Regions from separate parts of the Mus musculus genome. Here regions 1 and 2 are each linked to region 3. A link is a contact called in public Hi-C data. All regions are on one chromosome and are shown on one strand. The core of a region is the stretch at or near the end of the contact, and the rest is flanking DNA. Distances in the headings are between cores, read along the strand shown. Region 1 has its middle 25 kb from the start of Gm20655. Region 2 has its middle 24 kb from the start of Txlnb. Region 3 has its middle 120 kb from the start of Gm20125.

What was found. A called contact is a pair of places that touch in the nucleus more often than the background predicts.
Region 1: a contact with region 3 is called in a Hi-C map of bone marrow-derived macrophages, with 3 times the contacts expected there. The contact joins two enhancer-like sites. A contact is called at or near these places in 3 of 484 Hi-C or Micro-C datasets (bone marrow-derived macrophages and embryonic stem cells).
Region 2: a Hi-C map of bone marrow-derived macrophages shows a contact between it and region 3, with 14 read pairs. The contact joins two enhancer-like sites. A contact is called at or near these places in 2 of 484 Hi-C or Micro-C datasets (Sertoli cells and bone marrow-derived macrophages), 1 of 115 datasets of contacts at active chromatin or transcription factors (microglia) and 1 of 9 other capture datasets (embryonic stem cells).

What each region holds. Positions count from the first base shown.
Region 1 is chr10:17,859,030-17,862,744 of GRCm38.p6, forward strand. No RefSeq gene overlaps it. Among named protein-coding and RNA genes, the nearest start is that of Gm20655, 25 kb to the left of the region's middle. Within about 2 kb of position 2,257, at least 35 of the 459 cell types and tissues checked have an H3K27ac peak or open chromatin away from gene starts, as enhancers often do. A contact at or near this core is called in bone marrow-derived macrophages, where this site is marked.
Region 2 is chr10:17,770,197-17,774,266 of GRCm38.p6, forward strand. No RefSeq gene overlaps it. Among named protein-coding and RNA genes, the nearest start is that of Txlnb, 24 kb to the right of the region's middle. Within about 2 kb of position 2,460, at least 126 of the 459 cell types and tissues checked have an H3K27ac peak or open chromatin away from gene starts, as enhancers often do. A contact at or near this core is called in bone marrow-derived macrophages, where this site is marked.
Region 3 is chr10:17,218,827-17,222,701 of GRCm38.p6, forward strand. No RefSeq gene overlaps it. Among named protein-coding and RNA genes, the nearest start is that of Gm20125, 120 kb to the left of the region's middle. Within about 2 kb of position 2,550, at least 26 of the 459 cell types and tissues checked have an H3K27ac peak or open chromatin away from gene starts, as enhancers often do. A contact at or near this core is called in bone marrow-derived macrophages, where this site is marked.

The DNA.
Region 1 (3,715 bases), core at 1,007-3,506, 640 kb after region 3:
TAAGTGAAGCACGCCTGGCTGAGACTGGGGCAGCCTTTTCAGGGAGAATTAACTAAAGCAGGAAGAAGCCCTAAACACCTGTGGCACTATTTTAGAGGTCAGAGGCCTGGAAGAAATAAGAAGTGAAAAGACAGAAGGCAAGGCAGCGAAGGCATTGTCTTTCTGCCTGATTCCTGGTCACCATGATATGAGTCCTTCTATCATCCTACCTGGCTGTGATGGACTGACACCTCTGAAACTATGGCTAAGCAAGTCTCCCTTCCTTTAACATCTCAGGTGTCTGTACACAGCAACCGTTGACTAATGTGTTTGCACTGGTGATCTTTGAGGAACTGGGTATTTCTGATAAAATCTTCAAGAACATGGAAATGGGTCAAGTTTCCTAGTCTCTTGAAGAGTGTTTCCCTCTAAGAGATAGAGGCAGGGCTTTGGCACATCTATCATAGGCCAGACAAGGAAAAGGAGACAAGAAATCCCAAACCTTTTAATTTTAAGACCCAGACAAGAGAAAAATGTAAGAATTTTCCAACATAGATCAAGGTTCTCCTACACATGAGGTTCTGTGCCAGCACTGTGGTGAGAGCAGAAACAAGACTAAAGGAAATATTTCAGGCCTTGCAAGGCCACTTGCCTTGCAAGCTTAGTACAAAAGGAAGGACTTGAAGACTAGCCAATCTTTAGAGTGTTCAGCAATGAAGCAACACAAAGATAAACTTTTTTTTTTTTGTATTTAACATAGAATTTTCTTTTTTTTTCCTTTTTTTTTCTTTTCCATTTTTTTATTAGGTATTTAGCTCATTTACATTTCCAATGCTATACCAAAAGTCCCCCATAGCCACCCACCCCCACTCCCCTACCCACCCTCTCCAACCTTTTTGGCCCTGGCAAGATTTTATCGAAAGGACCCAGATGTAGCTGTCTCTTGTGAGACTATGCCGGGGCCTAGCAAACACAGAAGTGGATGCTCACAGTCAGCTAATGGATGGATCACAGGGCTCCCAATGGAGGAGCTAGAGAAAGTACCCAAGGAGCTAAAGGGATCTGCAACCCTATAGGTGGAACAACATTATGAACTAACCAGTACCCCAGAGCTCTTGACTCTAGCTGCATATGTATCAAAAGACGGCCTAGTCGGCCATCACTGGAAAGAGAGGCCCATTGGACACGCAAACTTTATATGCCCCAGTACAGGAAAGATAAACTTTTAAAACACTTTTGTTACAAATGGAATCCCCAAATCTCCAAGTAGAGAGCACTCTCCTGAAAATGAATGCTCTCTAAGAGTACGTGACTATTTTTTGTGTGTGTATAAGTCTATGCATGAGTGTGTATCATATGTGCTGCTGCATATGTGTAGTTCTGTGCAAGTATGCATGTAGTTGTTCATGAATGTTTGTGGCCAGATGTGGCCCTATATATGCATAAAAATTAACATTTATATAAGTATGTATAGCTATACTTTTGTATACAGTGTGTCTGTGAGTGTGTGTGTGTGTGTGTGTGTGTGTGTGTGTGTGTGTGTGTCAGAGTATATGTGTGAGTGTGTATGTGTGTGTGTGGACATGAATATGTGTTGGGGAGGGGGACTGAAAGCTCACCTTTGAAGGTGTGATTTGGATCCTGTGGTTAATGGGTTGTTTTCAGAGGATCACATCTTGCTGCCCTTTGATTTGCTCAATAAATCCTCCTTGGCTTACAGCTTCACAAAGCTTACTGGGTTTGTTTGGTTTGGTTGCTTTTCTTTCTTGTGTTGTTGGCTATCTACCTTCTGAACAAACAGGCAGATGGGTGAGGCCACAAGTACGGTGGAGCTGTTTGTTACATCATTGCACATGCCACAAGCCCACAGTGACAACTACCACAGATGCACAGCTCTCGTCCCCAGGAAGGCACAGAGTATGTCTTGAGAAATTCTCTATGCCATTCCTCACAGAGACCTACAGCTGGAGCAAGGAGCAGGGGGCTTCTGGCAAGCAAGCTATCTTCATGTCTGTCTTCCTTGGGGAGAGAGAAGCTCAGCCTTGGTTACAGTCTCTTACCCTAGTGACAGTGTTAAAGTCCAAATTACAGTCTCTTCAATCTCTCTGCCTCACTACCCTGCAGTTATAACCAAACCCCTGAATAGTAACACTGAATAGTAACAATGTTTCCCTAAACTAAAAGCCAAAGAGAAATGGTTTTAATCCATTTATGCTTTAATCAGTGAGTCAGAAAGTGGCAAGCCAGAGTTTATTGCAAATCGTACCAGCAATCTGTCATCTTCGTGACTCATTCTTTCTGTGGGGAGATTTTTTGCTGTGATACAATTCATCTCCTAAAAATATCTAGTATTGACTGGCTGTACTTTCACAGCTGGATCTGGCTGCTTCTCTGACATTATTAAGGGACGGATATAAGAATCTTCTAACTCAATCAGGGAGTAATTTAAAGCAATGTCTCTAGCCCGCCATTCAAGGAATTGATTATCTTCTAGAGATATGGGGAGAAAATCTAAATAAACAATAAACAAAATGAAAATACAATAACAAAGATTGAGAAAACATCAGTGTCCAGAATGCACATAGAAATATTACCGAGTGTTAAACAAAGCAAACCAGTCAGAGGAAAGCGTGCAGACAGTGGATCCACGCACAGGAGATGTGTTGTCTGTAGACAGTGAAAGCGTTAGTAAAACAGACTACCAGGCTGACTGCTTATTTTTCTTTACTTCAATCCTAAATAACGCCAGTGGTAAAGCTGCCTTCTTAACAGAGACCATCATGTTTGCAGGTGCCCTCAATACCATTTGTAAGATCTCTGCCACATAGGACAAAGTGTAGAAGAAATATAAATGAGTAAAAGGCGCCAGATACTATCACTTTTGTTCATTAGGCTAAAGAAATTTCAAATGTTGATAACATCTAATATCATCGAGGATGATGGCAAATATTGGTAATGACATAGAGTGTTGGTGAGAGTTAGGTTTTCTCTCTATTGCTTGTCCAGTTGTAGTTTATTCAAGAAGTGGACAATTTGACCAAGTCTCTGGTATGCAAAATTGAAAATTACTTAGCACACAGTACACATATGGTATCTGCATCCCATCCTCAAAGGAAGTTTTTTGCCCAGGTTCCCTTCAGTGTGAATGGGACTGTCAATCATAGAGCCCCTCTGCTACTCTCAGTTCTGTCTCAGGGCTAAAATACTACAGCAGAACACCTGATAAGGTATTTCACTCAGAGACAGTGGCAGCTGCAGAATTCCCACAGAAGATGTTCTTAAAAACTCAACTCAAAAGGGTGGAGAGATGGTTCAGTGGTTAAGAGCACTTGCTGATCTTGCAGAGGATAAGGATGTGGGGGGATTGTAGTGGGGGGATGATAGTGGGAGCAGTAAAAGATCCACCTAGCATCTCAGGTTTCTCTTCCTCTTCTCCAGAGGAACTCTCCTTCATGAATGCTTTCTTTGCCTATATATGCATGTGTGTGGTAGTAGGTGTGTTTTATGTTTTGTAAAAGCATTTTGTGTCTGACCTCTTTTGCTAACACACACACACACACACACACACACACACACACACATATATATGTATGTATATATATATATATATATATATATATATATATATATATATATATATATAAAATAGTCACCTATATTTTGTCTTACAGGAGTAGTTTGTTCATTTTCATTGTCACATACAAATCTATGCCACAATTTATCCATTATTTATCCA
Region 2 (4,070 bases), core at 1,210-3,709, 550 kb after region 3:
TTCTTTTTCTTCTTCTTTTCCTTTTTCTTTTTCTTTTTCTTTTTTCTTCTGTTTAATCTTCTTTGTTTTGTTTTTGAGACAGGATATCACCATGTATCTCCGACTGGCCTGGAATTCTCTATATAAACCAGACTGTCTTTCAACTCACAGATACTGGCTCTGCCTCCTGAGTGCTGGGGTTAAAGGTAACCTTCCCCAGCATGGGTTGGGACTTAATTAATACAGAGTTCTAAGCAAGGGAGTTGTTGACCTGCCTCTGGTGGTTTGAATATGCTTGGCCCAGGGAGTGGCACTCCTCATTGGAGTAGGTGTGGTCATGTGGAGGAAGTGTGTCACTGATGGGTGTGGGCTTTGAGACCCCCCTCCTAGCTGCCTGGAAGTTACTCTTCTCCTGTTTGCCTTTGGAACAAGATGTAAAACTCTCAGTGCTTCTAGTACTATATCTGCCTTGATGCTACCATGTTTCTTGCCATGATGATAATGGACTGAACTTCTGAACCTGTAAACCAGACCCAATTAAATGTTCTCTGTTACAAGCGTTGCCTTGGTCATGTTGTCTCTTCACAGCAAAGGAAATCCTAACTAAGACACCACCTATGATCTGTTTTTATATTCTCTTCACTGTCCTAAAAGTGCATGTCAAAGGGGGTGGCATTGGAAGATGGACTTTCTGGAGGCGATTGAGTCATGAAAATGGTGTCCTTTGGCAGGTCAGCACCCATATGAGAGAGCTATCTGACTTCTGCTAACATAGGAGAACACTGAGAAGGTACGGTCACAGAGTCAGAAACAGGTCCTTACCAGGTACTGACCTAACTTTCTAGTCTTCTGAGAAGCTGATTCCATTGTTTATCGGTCTCCCAGGCTATGTTGCCACATTATAACCGCTCAATTGGACTGAAATAGATTTCTTTTAAACTATATGGACTCCATTAGCACGCTGCAGACTTTTACATTGATATATTTTAAGTCCAGACTATTCATTCAACTTTAGATTCATAATTCAACTATTTAATGACCCTTTTACTCAGGCTTATAAAACTTTACCTGTCCAAAACTTATCCCTCCGTTATGTTCCTCCTAATATTCTCTACTTAAAAAAAAAAAAGTAAGAAAGAAAGAAAGAAAGAAAGAAAGAAAGAAAGAAAGAAAGAAAGAAAGAAAGAAAGAAAAAGAAGAAAAGGAATTTCAGTCAGGCATGGTGACACATACCTTTCATTCCACACCCAGGAAGCAGAGGCAGGCAGATTTCTGAGAATTCCAGGCTAGTTTGATATACATAGCAAGTTGCAAGTCAGCCAGGGCTACATAAAGAGGCCTTGTCTCAAACACGCTGGAGTTTTGTCCAATTCTTCTTTTCCTTTTTGATGCCACATCCAATACAAAGTCTTTTTTATTTTAATAACTTTTTTTAAAAAGATGTGTTTATTTTATGTATGTGAATACACTGCAGCTGTCTTCACACACACCAGAAGAGGGCAGCAGATCCCATTAGAGATGGTTGTGAGCCACCATTTGGTTGCTGTGAATTGAACTCAGGACCTCTGGAAGGGCAGTCAGTGTCCTTAACCACCAAGCCATCTCTCTAGCCCTGATACATAGTCTTGTTTTGTATTTAATACTGATGCAGAATTCAACCACTTAGCATGTTCATGACTACCATGCTGGGCCAATCTTCCAGGATTATTCAAATTTCTTTTGGTTGCTCATATTAAAGTTACATAAGCAACTGCTTCCCTGGCTACTCCCTTAACCGTGCCTATGTCATTGCCTCCAGTGAAACTTCATACTCCACTTGTTAGATTTTGCTCTTTAAGAAAAGAATAGTTCATGTTTTACTTAATTGCTTTGTTTATTCTGGGGTTTTTTTTGTTTGTTTGTTTGTTTGTTTGGTTAGTTGGTTGGTTTTTTTTTCTGGGTAGTATGCTCTGTTGGGACAGTCATTTAGTTAGGTTCACTTTCTTCTTCTCCTTTTTTTCTTGTCTGTCTGTTGAATCTCCCAGGAATCTTTGCTCACTGAGTGGTGATGGCCCCAAGATCGTGTTCCCTGAGATGATTATCTCTGAACATCCAGTTTCCTTATATTTCTTTCATCTACTTCTTCTAGATCTTTCTGCATTTTCAGCTGCTGAATCAAGACTTCAGCGAGAGGCCAGCAAGATTTTTAACTGTCATCTCAATAAGAAGCTCCGTCTTGGGGCCAGTCCCTAAGAGTGTGCTGTCTTAGACACACAGGAAGTCAGTCATCCTGTGCTGATGATTCGTCCCAAGATGACGTTCAGCTGCAGACTGGTGTGGGTAAGGAAAGCCTGTTAACGGGGAGACAAGTGTTCATCTCTTCATTTACTTGGATAGCTGTGATGAGAAGGAAGGCCGCTCAGCGCCATGCGCCATGTGCCACAGCCTGTCTGTCTCGGGATCTTTGCACAGCTGCATGTTTTCCTCTGGGTACTAGCTTACTGACTTCCGCTGCTGACTCATAATTTCTGTTTCCTGTTCAGTTTGCCACTGCTATGGCAAGTCTCGGGGCTTCCTTTTGAGTCAGTTCCCATCCTCTAAACTTCTGAATGGTTCAGCTTCTCTCAAAAATTTGGCCAGCATTGATTTCCCATGGGGCAAGCGTCCACAGGGAGATCTATCTAGTGCGCAACCCATTTTTACCTGGTGCGGTCAGAGCTTGTAGAATGTCTTGCAAAGCAAGACCTGTCCCAAAAGATGTGAGCGGGGCAGGTAGGTGGCGGTCGTCCTCTATTGTCATCTTAGGGCAAATTAGTCCCAGGTCACTTATTCTATGGTTTATTTAACTCACTGGGACATGAACACTGATTGAAAAACCCCATCTTTGTAGTTGCACACACCTTTAATTCCAACACTCAAGAGGCAAAGGCAAAAGGATTTGTGTGAGTTTGAGGCCAGGCTGGTTTACAAACAAGCTCAAGGACAGTCAGGACTACAGAGAGAGAGAGAGAGAGAGAGAGAGAGAGAGAGAGAGAGAGAGAGAGAGAGAGAGAGAGAGAGAGATGCTGTCACAACAAACTAACTACAATGTTAATTAAAATAAAACTGCCATCTTTGATTGCCTTATCCTAGTGCCAAGTGGTGAATGAGTGGACTTAGCACTTAAGTATAACTTTGTGTTCAGAAACCCAGGCGCAAAGCTTGTTCTAGTTTCCTTCAGGTTTCCTATGATGAACAGAAGCCAATGGCTTGAGCTGTGTCAATAATTTTCTTCTTTTCTTTTCTTTCTTTCTTTTTTTTTTCATTGTTATTCCAGTTCAGGACCACAATTTATAACATACCTTGCTCTGTGTATTATCATTTCAGGAAAGAAGATTTCTATCAAACTGCTTTATTTTGAATGTGGAGTTTGATTGGTTGGTTTGGTTTGGTTTGAAGATTGGACTTTACTTTAAGAAAATTCTAGGGGCTGGAGAGATAGCTCAATAGGTAAGAACACTGCCTGCTCTTCCAGGGGACTTGGGCTCATCCCCAGCCCTCACATGGCAACTTATAGCTAACTACAACTGCAGATCCAGGGGATCCAATGTCCTCTTCTAGCCTGTGTGGGCACCAGGCATACCTGTGGTTCCCAGACATTCATGTAGGCAAAACACATGAAAGCATAAAATAATATAAAGCTCTAATTTTTAACTCAAACCTATGCCAGTATTTTCCAGAGTCAGGTGATAGTATCTCAATGAGATGGCACAGAGAAACTTCTAGAATATCGTAATATGGATGGACCCTTGCTCACATCTGGGCTCAGGAAACAACGTGCCATGGTATGGGGGCTCTGAGGTCTGGTGCTGAGGTTGAACTGAAGGCTTTGAAAGGCCGTAGGAGCCATCGCAGAGGGCTCCTGCCTTCCCGGCTGTCATTCTCACTGCCCCCGCCCCTGAAGTAAATCAGAGTAGCAGCGATTCCTGTCCCTAAGCTAGGCCATTGAAACCAGTACCCCTTCCCTCACCCCAAAGCAATCCTACAGTCTAAAACCATTACCATAGCCTTCCTCTATCTTTAGGCATAACAGCTGATCATAAAGAAATTCTCAAAACTACTCTATCTAATAA
Region 3 (3,875 bases), core at 1,300-3,799:
GGACAATGCTCCACTATGCTCATAGCAGCCCTATTTATAATAGCCAGAAGCTGGAAAGAACCCAGATGTCCCTTAACAGAGGAATGGATACAGAAAATGTGGTACGTTTACACAATGGACTACTACTCAGCTATTAAAAACAATGAATTTATGAAATTCTTGGGCAAATTGATGTATCTGGAGGATATCATCCTGAGTAAGGTAACCCAATCACAAAAGAAGTCACTTGATACGCACTCACTGATAAGTGGATATCAGCCCAGAAACCTAGAATACCCAAGATACAACTTCCAAAACACAAGAAAATCAAGAAGGAAGACCAACGTATGGATACTTCATTCCTCCCTAGAATAGGGAACAAATTATCCATGGAAGGAGTTGCAGAGACAAAGTTTGGAGCTAAGACAAAAGGATGGACCATCCAGAGACTGCCCCTCCTGAGGTCCATCCCATAATCAGCCACTAAACACAGACACTATTGCATATGCCAGCAAGATTTTGCTGAAAGGACCCTGATATAGCTGTCTCCTGTGAGTCTTTGCCAGTGCCTGGCAAATACAGAAGTGGATGCTCACAGTCATCTATAGGATGGAACTCAGGGCCCCCAATGTAGAAGTTAGAGAAAGTACCCAAGAGCTAAAGGGGTCTGCAACCCTATAGGTGGAACAACAATATGAACTAATCAGTACCCCCAGAGCTCGTGTCTCTAGCTGCATATGTAGCAGAAGATGGCCTAGTTGGCCGTCATTGGGAAGAGAGGGCCCTTGGTCTAGCAAACCAGTACCCAGTTTATATGCCCCAGTACAGGGAAATGCCAGGGCCAAGAAGTCAGAGTGAGTGGGTAGGGGAGCAGGGTGGGGGGAGTGTATAGGGGACTTTGGGATAGCATTTGAAATGTAAATGAAGAAAATATCTAGTTTTAAAAAAAAGAATGAGATTAAGAGACTTAATACTATATATTCATGCCTAGATGTGTACATATATAAATATACCTATAAAATATAAATCTATGATATAAATGTCTCTTATAAGGAAAGTATACATATTTGTATCATTTAAGTATGAAATGTCCCCCCTAGTTTCCTATGTTGAGAGCCTGTTCCAAGCTGCTGGTTCTATTCTGGAAACTTCAGAAGTAGGACCTAGCAGAAGGAAATAGGAAGATGGAAATTAGGGTGTCTTTTATCTGTTATCATTCCCTCCTTCTTCATCCACTCTATGTCTTCTCCTCTCTTCTCTTCTCTACTTCCCAAAAACCATCAAGTGAGAGACTATTTCACCAAGCTCATAGCATTATAGTATCCCACCTCACAGTTCAAGGAATGAAGTCAGATAAAAACCAACTAAAATCTCTGAAACTGTGAGCCAAAATCAGTCACATCTTCATAACCTCCCAGATATCTGCCATAGTAGGAAAGTACAGACCAACAGTTTCATAAATGTACACGATGCTATCTGCTCCCAACAACATTAAGATTAAGTACAAGGCTTAGAAAAAAATTAATATAGTGAATTTAATGGACTGCAAGTGGCAACTTTTCACAGTAAGAAGACTGTCTGAAAAGGGCATATTGTGTTATCCAACACAATAGTAATATTGGTTCTTAGATTTAGTCTTCTCTCGAACACTCACAAGGCATCATTGGGCCATGTTCCAACTAGAAACATCCATAGACATACTTCAAGTGAAGATTACCTTCAGAATTAAGACTAATAAAAGCACAACAAAAACAGCCCCTCGGAACATTTAAGTAAACATGACTACAAAGAGCTTCAGTGCAAGGGCCACATATATGAGCCAGAAACTGTAAACCCTAGACTCCGTCTGTTCTTATTTTCTCAGTTACTTTTCTTTTCTCTAAGCTGTTTAGAAGTCTCGATTTTTAACACATACTCATTTTCTCTTCATGTTGACATTTATAATGCTCTCATCTTTGGTTTTCCTTTGGTGCTCTTCACCACTCCTTACAGTAAATCCAATGCCCCGAAACGATTGACTTATGATATGGCGAAAACTTCAATCAAAATGATTGTTTGGTTTTCACTTTCCTGCTTGTCACCTGGCTTCCTTTATAACAGTCACCAATAAATCTATCGGCTGCCTTAGTAATTAGGCTAATAGAATACACAAGGTTTTAGATGTAAACCAATGCATCAGACCCATGCAGAAGGAAATCTATAATCCACTATCATGTTAAACATAAAGCCAAAGACCTCCAGAGAGACAACATGCACAGTGCTTTCAAAGGAACAAGACTTCACAAAGTTAAGGATCATACTGTGCAAATGTGAAGCCTCAGTCATTTTCATCCCCGTTATGAAAGAGGCAGGCCCCTTAGTGTGTGTCCCAAGCTCTTTGGACACAGTTCTTAGTATCTGGATGGCACATACTCTATCACGTCTTATAAGAGCATGCTTAATTAAGTTGTCCACAACTATGCCATTTGAAAACCACAGAGTCATATTTTAGCTAAAATACAACACTGTGTGATTGTTCTGGTGTTAAAGCTGTAACATATATGTTTCTTCTATATTACCTGGAAATTGAGACAAGTACTTACCTTGCTATATGGCATTTATCCTCAGCGTAGTCTCTGATATCATCAAAGGTCTCTAGCCTGTCCATTTTCCATTTAAAATAAATTAACTCAGGAACAAAAATTAGGCAAGAATTAAGTTTAAAAAGTTCTGCCTCTTAGTTCCTGATTTCAAAAGGCTTCAAAAGCAAGAGGAAATGACATGTGCTGTGACTCAGAGATGAATTGGTGAACTAGACTCTATCACTAAAGTGGCCTTCATTTCTGTTGCTTATGTAATAAACTGCTCTAAATGACCTAAATTTATTCTCTTATGCTTCTTATTGTTACAATTGTGTTTTGCTGGGCTATTATCAGTGAGTCAGAGAGCTGTGAGCCTTTGGAAACTCTAGAGGACAATGCATTTCCTTCCCCTTTGCAGCCCTAAGAGACGCCTGCATTCATTGGCTGTTGGCTTCCTTTCATCTTCAAAGCCAAGATCTCATCATCCTGACCCCTATATTCATATTACAACTTCTTCCCTGACGCTGAGGCACCCGTCCTCCCTGATTCACATAGAAGACCCTGTGATTATAATGACCTATTTCCCAGAGATAATGTAAGAAAACTTCATTTTAACTGAGTGGCAACCTCAGTTCCCCCTTCCTATCTTAACACTGCACGTTCATATGGTCCAGGGAATAGAAAGAAGACATTGTTCCATTGAGTACAAAGTCCATGAGTATTAAAATTTGAACTAGCTGAATAAAGTCACTCTAAGTCCTAGACTCTTAACACAGAACATAGACTATCTGCAGTGTGTGTGTGTGTGTGTGTGTGTGTGTGTGTGTGTGTGTGTGTGCTCGCTGTTCTTCTTCTTGATCTTTCATTTTATTTTGCCTTTTTGCTGGTACTTGGGATTGATTCCAGGCTATCTCATATGCTAGAAAGCACTTCTCAACTGAATTAAAACCCACTTCTTCTTTAGAATTCTTTTTAATGTTTAAGATTGAGATAAGTTGCCTAGGCAGTTCTTAAACTCACTGTGGCTTTCATGGACCTTGAGCTTGTAGTCCTTCTGCCTCAGCCTCCCAGATAGCTTGGATTATAAATAATGATCACCAGGCAGAGCACTCTGTGTCTTATCTTAAAGAAGCAGCGCTCTGCTCCATTGACGGTTCAGGAAATCTTTCAGTTGTATCAATAATAAATGTTGGAAACAAATAAATTAGGCAAAAAAAAAAAAAAAACCCCAAAAAACCAAAAAGCCACATTGGCAAATATCCTTCACCTACTTCTACAGCTCCTTCAGGTTAGAAATAGAGTTTGGTATTTTGTTTCAGTTTGGGAAATCCTAGC